2 separate regions of the Mus musculus genome follow, and region 2 is linked to region 1. The links are chromatin contacts, called in public promoter capture Hi-C maps. All regions are on one chromosome and are shown on one strand. Each heading gives the region's core, a stretch centred on a gene start, on an enhancer-like site or on the middle of the called end of the contact. The rest is flanking DNA. Distances are from core to core; before and after follow the strand shown.

The links. Capture Hi-C pulls out chosen DNA fragments and counts their contacts.
Region 2: a contact with region 1 is called in a promoter capture Hi-C map of liver. The contact joins two enhancer-like sites. A contact is called at or near these places in 3 of 115 datasets of contacts at active chromatin or transcription factors (effector CD8 T cells, embryonic stem cells and pancreatic cancer cells) and 3 of 9 other capture datasets (adipose tissue, liver and pancreatic islet).

The regions. Positions count from the first base shown.
Region 1 is chr9:44,538,680-44,542,188 of GRCm38.p6, forward strand. No RefSeq gene overlaps it. Among named protein-coding and RNA genes, the nearest start is that of Cxcr5, 14 kb to the left of the region's middle. Within about 2 kb of position 1,567, at least 17 of the 459 cell types and tissues checked have an H3K27ac peak or open chromatin away from gene starts, as enhancers often do. A contact at or near this core is called in liver, where this site is marked.
Region 2 is chr9:44,706,604-44,710,112 of GRCm38.p6, forward strand. Phldb1 (pleckstrin homology like domain, family B, member 1) reads right to left here. Exons shown (of 22, transcript NM_153537.4): 10 at 1,282-1,437. Among named protein-coding and RNA genes, the nearest start is that of Phldb1, 27 kb to the right of the region's middle. Within about 2 kb of position 1,903, at least 128 of the 459 cell types and tissues checked have an H3K27ac peak or open chromatin away from gene starts, as enhancers often do. A contact at or near this core is called in liver, where this site is marked.

The DNA.
Region 1 (3,509 bases), core at 317-2,816:
TTGCTAGGTTGTGAGAGGCTCTAGTGGCAAAGCTGTTTGTGACCCATTCTTCCCCTCTTGTCCCCAAAGTTTTACACACCATAGGTGCTCCAATCATCGTCTTTGATTGACCGAGTGGATGGATGGACTGATGGACAGAAAAGGGGGGGGGGTTCTGGTGTACAGGGCCCCTGCCTGTAAAGCTCATGTTGAGGCTCCCAGCAAGGTTGGGACTTGGAACTGAAGGTTTGTATGGAAGCTTTGCTGGTCAGTAACCCCATGACGCTTGGCAAGTGTCTGTGCCCTTCCTTGTGTGTACACAGTATAACTCCTACCTGGAAAGGAGGCTTGCGAGTGTGCACAGTGTCTAGTGGGTGCTGGGCAGCTGTGCCCATGGGTTTATCCAGGCAGGCCTCCCCCGGTGGGGGAGGGTAGGCACTGACTTTCCTGTGGAGATGGGTATGGAGTTGCCAAATGCTTCCTCCTCTATTGAAAACATTGTTTAGAAGTTTTCCATTCGCTTATTCATGGAGGGGAGAGCGTGAATGCCATGGTGGAGGTGGAGGTGGAGGTGGAGGTGGAGGTGGAGGTGGAGGTGGAGGTGGAGGTGGAGGTGGAGGTGGAGGTGGAGGTGGAGGTCAGAGGGAGCTTTGCAGGAGTCGGTTCTTTCTTTCTCCGGTACGGGTCCTCAGGCCGACAGGCTCCGTGGCGAGTGCCTTCACCCAATGAGCCATCTCCCTGCCTTGCTGCTTAACCACCCTCACAGTGCCAGGTTCATAGGCAGACTCAATATGCAGCAAAGTTTGTTGAAGGATGAACAAAAGCGTGGGAAATAAGCCTTTAACCTTCGATTCCTGCAGCAGTGGTTGTACATCCACAATAGGCTTGAGGCCCTCGGTTCTGTCTCTAACAATCATGGGGGGCTGGTTGTGGGGGGAAGAACACTTGCCTGAAATCCTACATTCCCTTAAGCAAGGGACCTAGGAGACTAACCAAGACAGGCAGAATTCTTCAGGCAGCAATGCAATCCCACAATCCTCCAGGGTCTTCAGCTGCCACAGAGCAGGTACCACTGAGACTAGAGCCAGAGAGGCATGGAAGCTAGCTCCACAGGAGGGCAACTCACAGGGCCTAGTTAGTTCACCATAAAACACTTAATGATTTAGACTTCCCAGACTTGGGATGGGGAAGAGAACAAGACAATGGACCGAACACCATGACCCAGCCCAGTGCCTAGAAAATGAACTTGCTGTCCTGGAGACAGGCTCTGGTCAACTGCAGGGGGGAAACTCAAATAATTGAGTTCTTGTCTGAGGAGGCTGAGTTGGGAAGATATCAAAGAGAAAGCCTCAGAAATGACCCCAGCAGCTAATGAGGGCCCCTCTGATCCATGATTACTGAACTGTGAGTGAGTGGTGGGTACTGTGTATTTGAGAGAAGAGGACACTGGGGGAGCCCAGCCTCACTCCGGGCTTTTCCCCAGTCACACTGGCCCTGGGAGGCAGCTGGAGGTCTCAGATGGCAGCTGCCTACAGCACTGCTGGGCACAGGGCAAAGGGCACAGGTGTTCTTCTTCTTACCAATTTACTCTCAGAACTGGCAAAGGGCACTGGAATGTGTCACTTTAGTCATAGCTTCTGAGGGCAGGGTACACACCAGGCCTCTCTGTGAGCTACACATTTGTGTTTAAGTAAAAGCAACTAGAACCCAGGGAGGGAAAGAATTTTTTTCAAATGGCTTTTTTTTTTTTTTTTTTTTTTTTTTTTTTTTTTTTGGTCTTTCGAGACAGGGTTTCTCTGTGTATCCCTGGCCGTCCTGGAACTCACTCTGTAGACCAGGCTGATCTGGAACTCAGAAATCCACCTGCCTCTGCCTCCCAAGTGCTGGAATTAAAGGTGTGTGCCACCACTGCCCAGCTCAAATGGCTTCTTTTAATTATTTCTGAAAAATATAATTCTACATCATGAGTACACATGATTTTTCTTTAAAGTTATTGAAATAAAAAATATTTAGATTTATTTTATTACTTTATGTGCATGAGTGTTTGCCTGCATGTGTGTGTGTGTGCACACCACATGTTGTGTAAGTATCCAGACAAGTCAGAAGGGAGCCTTGGATCCCCCAGGACAGGAGTTACATTACAGATGGTTGTGAGTCTCCGGTAGACACTGGGAACCAAATACTAGTTCCTCTGGAAGATCAGCCAGTGCTTTTAACCACTGAGCCAACTCATCACTTCCTAATTTGCTTTTTATGTGTGTGTGCCTGTGTGTCTATTTTTACGTGCATGTCTGTGTACTATATGTGTACAGGAGTCTGTGAAGATTAGAAGAGGGTGTTGGATCCCCTGGTCTGGAGTTACAGGTAGTTGTGAGCCTCGTGTGAGTGCTAGAAATTGAACCTGTGTCTTTAGTAAGAGCAGCCAACTGAGCTGCCTTTCCAGCCTGAGAATACATTGTTTTAAAATTTTATTCATTTATTATTTTAATCTTTAAATTCTGTTTATACTGTATGTATATGGGTTGTTTGCCTATGTCTATGCACACTACCTGCGTGCCTAGTTCTCTAAGAGGTGAGATGTAGGGGTCGGATCCCCTGGGATTGAAGCTTGTGAACTCCATGTAGGTGCTGGGACTTGAACCTGGCTTCTTTGGAAGAGCAACAACTGCCTTAGCAGTAGTTTTTATCTTTTTAATGAATTAATTTAAAAATATTTTGAGCCTGGTGCTGGTGGCACTTGCCTTTAATCCCAGCACTTGGGAGGCAGAGGCAGGCAGATCTCTGAGTTGAGGCTAGCCTGGTCTACAGAGTGAGTTCCCAGACAGCCAGGGCTACACAGAGAAACCCTGTCTCAAAAAACGTAACAAAAAATGTATGTGTAGACCTGTATGTCTGCTGGTGTTATGTGCATGTGAGTGCAGGTACATGGGCAAGAGGCATCGCAGCCTCTGTAGCTGGAGTTACACACGATTATACCATGTGACAAGCAGTACTGGGAGCTGAACTGGACCTCCAGAAGACCAAGCAGCAAGTGCTCTTAGCTGCCGATTCCCATCTCCAGCCCCCCACCTTTTTTCTTCTTTATACTACTTGTAAGTTACTAATCCTAAGTTACATGTAATTTTGGAACACTTTTCACTTAGGATGGTCTCATAAACACTGGAGGTTTTCCCCGTGAAATGCCAGTGCCTAATAGCATCCCCTTCTTCCTCTTGCTATTTCCAAGATGCTAAAGTAATTATTAGAATTAACATGTGCTGGCTATATCTAATCAGTATTGATTATGAAGAGCCTTTTGGTCTCGTTTTCAGGTCTAGGCTCTGAGGAGGAAGCTGTGAGCACGCCTGATCCCTGTCTCCAGAGTCCTGTGAAGTTGGGTTCTGATGGGGAAGGACAGACAGTGAGCAAATGTACTGGGCAGGGTACTGGATTTACTCCTACAATAGAAGGGTATTAGTATCTGTGGAGCAGGTAACACGGGGAGCATACCTTTAATTCCAGTACAGGGAAAGAAGAAGCAGGTTGCTCTC
Region 2 (3,509 bases), core at 653-3,152, 170 kb after region 1:
ACTCAGGGAATGGTCCTAGTAGGATCTGCACCATGAGCCTGGGAAATGGGAGTTTTCTTCCCTTCCTGCATCTTCTATCAGGACAGTGAGTGCATTTAAAAAAATACAATTACTTACTTTATTTTACATGTATTTGTGTGCATGTTTATCTGTGCACTGTGTACCAGATACACATGCACACACTATGACAGCCAGAGGTGGTCAGGAAAGGTGTTGGATCCCCTGGAACTGGGGTTAGAGATGATTGTGAACCACCCAGTGGATGACGGGAATCAAATATGGGTCCTTTGGAAAAGCCCCTAGTGCTCTTAACTACCGAGCCATCTCTACAGTCCCCAAGGGCACATTTTTTTTTTTAAATGGCAGAACAGCTCAGGGAAGGAAACAAAGGATCTGAATGTATGACACCCAGTGGCTCCATTTTACCATCGAACCCCAGGCTGGCCAGCAAGTCCCCATCTTCCATTTGAACCCTACGGCCCAGACTTCGCTGTCCTTATCTTCCACATACACTGAAGCCAGGAAACTGCATGTTATATGGGCCTTGGTGTTAGCCATAGACTCTGGCATCACCTAAGCCACGCCCCTAACCCTTTCCTGCTTCTCGATGCTAACACATGGCCCATCCTCTGTCACTGTCTATGCTTGGTGTGGCTGAGACTACAGCTTTAGCAAATCTGAGCTGATCAGGGACAATGCTCCATCTTCTCTCTTTGCAGATAGACCGAGTGGGACCAAAGCAGGAACCCAGGTGGATAACTTCCTAGCAAGGCTAGCCTCCAGATCTTAGGTCTCTGAGTGTATCCCAGAACCTCCAACAGCTCTAGAAGGGCATGGACAGAGATGAAGCGGAATGACAGAGATATAGCTGAATGGCAGATATGTGCTTAGCATTCAGAAGGCTCTGGGCTAGATCTCCAACACCATAAGAAGACATTCAAGGGCAGTAGCAAGGCACCTCAGCTGCAGACTCCTCCTCCACACTCTTTTCCTGGACACACTACTGAGAGCTCTCAGTGTGAGCAATTACACTTTCCCTTGAGAGACTTCGGAGAGCCAGGGTTTAGTAAAACTAACTCTCCTTGCTGAGCCATCATCATCCGCTCTTCTGCCTTTCCACATTAATTCCACACCAGCCCTATAGTTCTCATTCTTACTGACAGTCATTAAGTAACGGAGACACAAAAAGATGTCTTTTGTGTCGTTCACAGAATGTGACTCAACCCCTGGTTACTAGCCTCCATCCTGCACTCAGGCTATGCAGGAGTGAGCAGTGCGCACCTTCCTCTTGCTCACACTGCGCAGCAACTCAGCCTTGCTCCGCAGCAGCCCTTGGCCGGCCAGCTCCCGCTCCTCCTCCACGCGACTCTCACGCTCCAGCTGCTGGAACTCCAGGTCCTCAAAGAGCTTTGTCTCAGTCTCTAGAGCGTCTGCCTCCTTCAACGACAGTGACATCGTGTTTGGGTGTGGGGATGCTCTCAAAGCCACTCTGGGCCAGGAAGGCCAGGCCACAAAGTCAGGAGTTAGGTGGGGCTGGACCCGGGGAAACTGGGGAAGGAACCGGCCCCACCGCCCAACTCCCTCTACTTTTTTGGCTGAGCCCTTTTCGCGGGACATCGCGATCTGGAGCACTGATCCCACCCAACATTGCTGGTCCCCTTCCAAGCCTCTGCACCGACCCTGTTGTCCGGCAAGTACTGCAGGGGCCAGGTGGTCCTGTCCCACCGCTCTCCTATCTTCGGTCAGGGCGGTGGCCCACGGGGGCCGGGGAGGGGGCTGGTGGAACTGACCCTTCTCAGCTGCTCCTGTAACTGTTCCCGCACTGACTCGGGGCAGTTATCGAGCTGCGTCTGGAGCTCGGCGTAGAGCGCCTGGCGGGCCTCCAGGTGCCTCCGTCCCGCGGCCAGCTCCGCCCTCTCCTGGTCGGCGGGAGGGGAGGGAGGCGGGGCACAGGGGAGAGAGAACACACACTCCTCAACTCCGGCCCGGCGCGGGGGGCAGGGGCGAGCACAGGAGTACACCGGGAGTTGGGGGGCAAGCAGCGAGACGGAAGAGAGCAGGAGAAGAAACAGAGGTTTAAGACGGGACTCAGGCAGGGGACGGTGTAACAAAGGCAGAGGTGTGGGGGCAGGGTGGAAATGTTGGTCCCTTTAGAAATGTTTTGGAAGGTCCTAAGACGGGACCTTCCGGTTCCGCTTCAAACTAAAGTTAAAGCCGATGCAAGAAGGCAAGTACCAAGCCTTGAGTTCTATCACTGTTCCGAGACCAAAATTTAACCCTGGGAAAAATGGGGATGGTGGGAAGAGTTAAATATAGGACTGGGGAGTAAACGTGGAGCTAAAGTTGTTAGAGTTACAGCAGTGCAGCAAGGGGACCCCAGCCCAACCCCCATGGCCTCCCTCCCCTCCTGCCCAGGGTGGAGGTGGGGTGCCAGCAAAGCAGGCTGAACTTCAGTAGGGATGAGGGTTGCAATTAGTTCGGCCCGTTGCCATGGTAATAGGAGCCCCAGGAGTGGATACAGGGAGGAGGTGGATGGCTCTGTCTGGGGTGAGATGACACCTCTGAGGGCGGAAAGGGGGACGAGGGAGGAGTTGGTGAGTCACCCCTCTGAAGGACATGCAGAGGAGACACTGTGATTACTGATTCCAAAGCCAGAGTGGGGCCATGGGCTGGAAGCTGGGCGGGAAAGTCAAGAGAACCTTCCCAACACCACCAACAGCATCAGCACCACCACCACCACCACCACCACCACTTCACTATCACGCCTCAAACACCTGGACCGGAGGGAAGGCAAAGTCCTAGGAGCAATCTCAGCTAAGTGAGGCTAGCCAAGCTGCTTGTGGAATGCCTTTCCCCTGTGCTGCACCAGCCCAGTTCACCCACCCATCCTGGAGGGAAGGCCTTGGTCAAGCCAGTCCTGAAGTCTAGATGCTTCTGCCTTGAAATTATCCTGTGTTCTAGGTGGCCTCCAGGGTAGAGGTAGGGAAAGGAACATCTGAATTCAGGGAAGCAAGAATGGGTAGCCAGCCACTCAGAAAGGGCCTCTTCAAGCTCTCCAAGACTGTGCCCACATCTGACCTCCTTATTACTCAGCTCTGGAGGGCTAAGCAGAAGGGACAAACAGTTCACTGCACCTCCAATCCCTGCCCTTCAGTAAACAGGCAACATTATGGAGGCAAAGCCCAGACCTTTCCAGTAGGAGGCGCTGTTTGGGCAGAACATCTCCTTGGTCATGCACATCTCCCCGCAAAACACACACACACACACACACACACACACTCTTATACTCCTCCTGTCAGTGTTCCACTAAGCAAAATTTAGCTGTGCCTTTCTGCCAGTTCCCTTCTGATAATGGGGACCCACACCAAGAAAAGAAGGCAACATTAGAGGGGAGAGGCCAAGGGCACAAAGGTACCCATGGAGTTAGTAAAGCTGGCCTAAGTCAGCCCTGCCTGGGCGGCCTGGCAGTTAGGGGCATGCGAAGAGCCCAGGACAGTGATTAGAGGGGG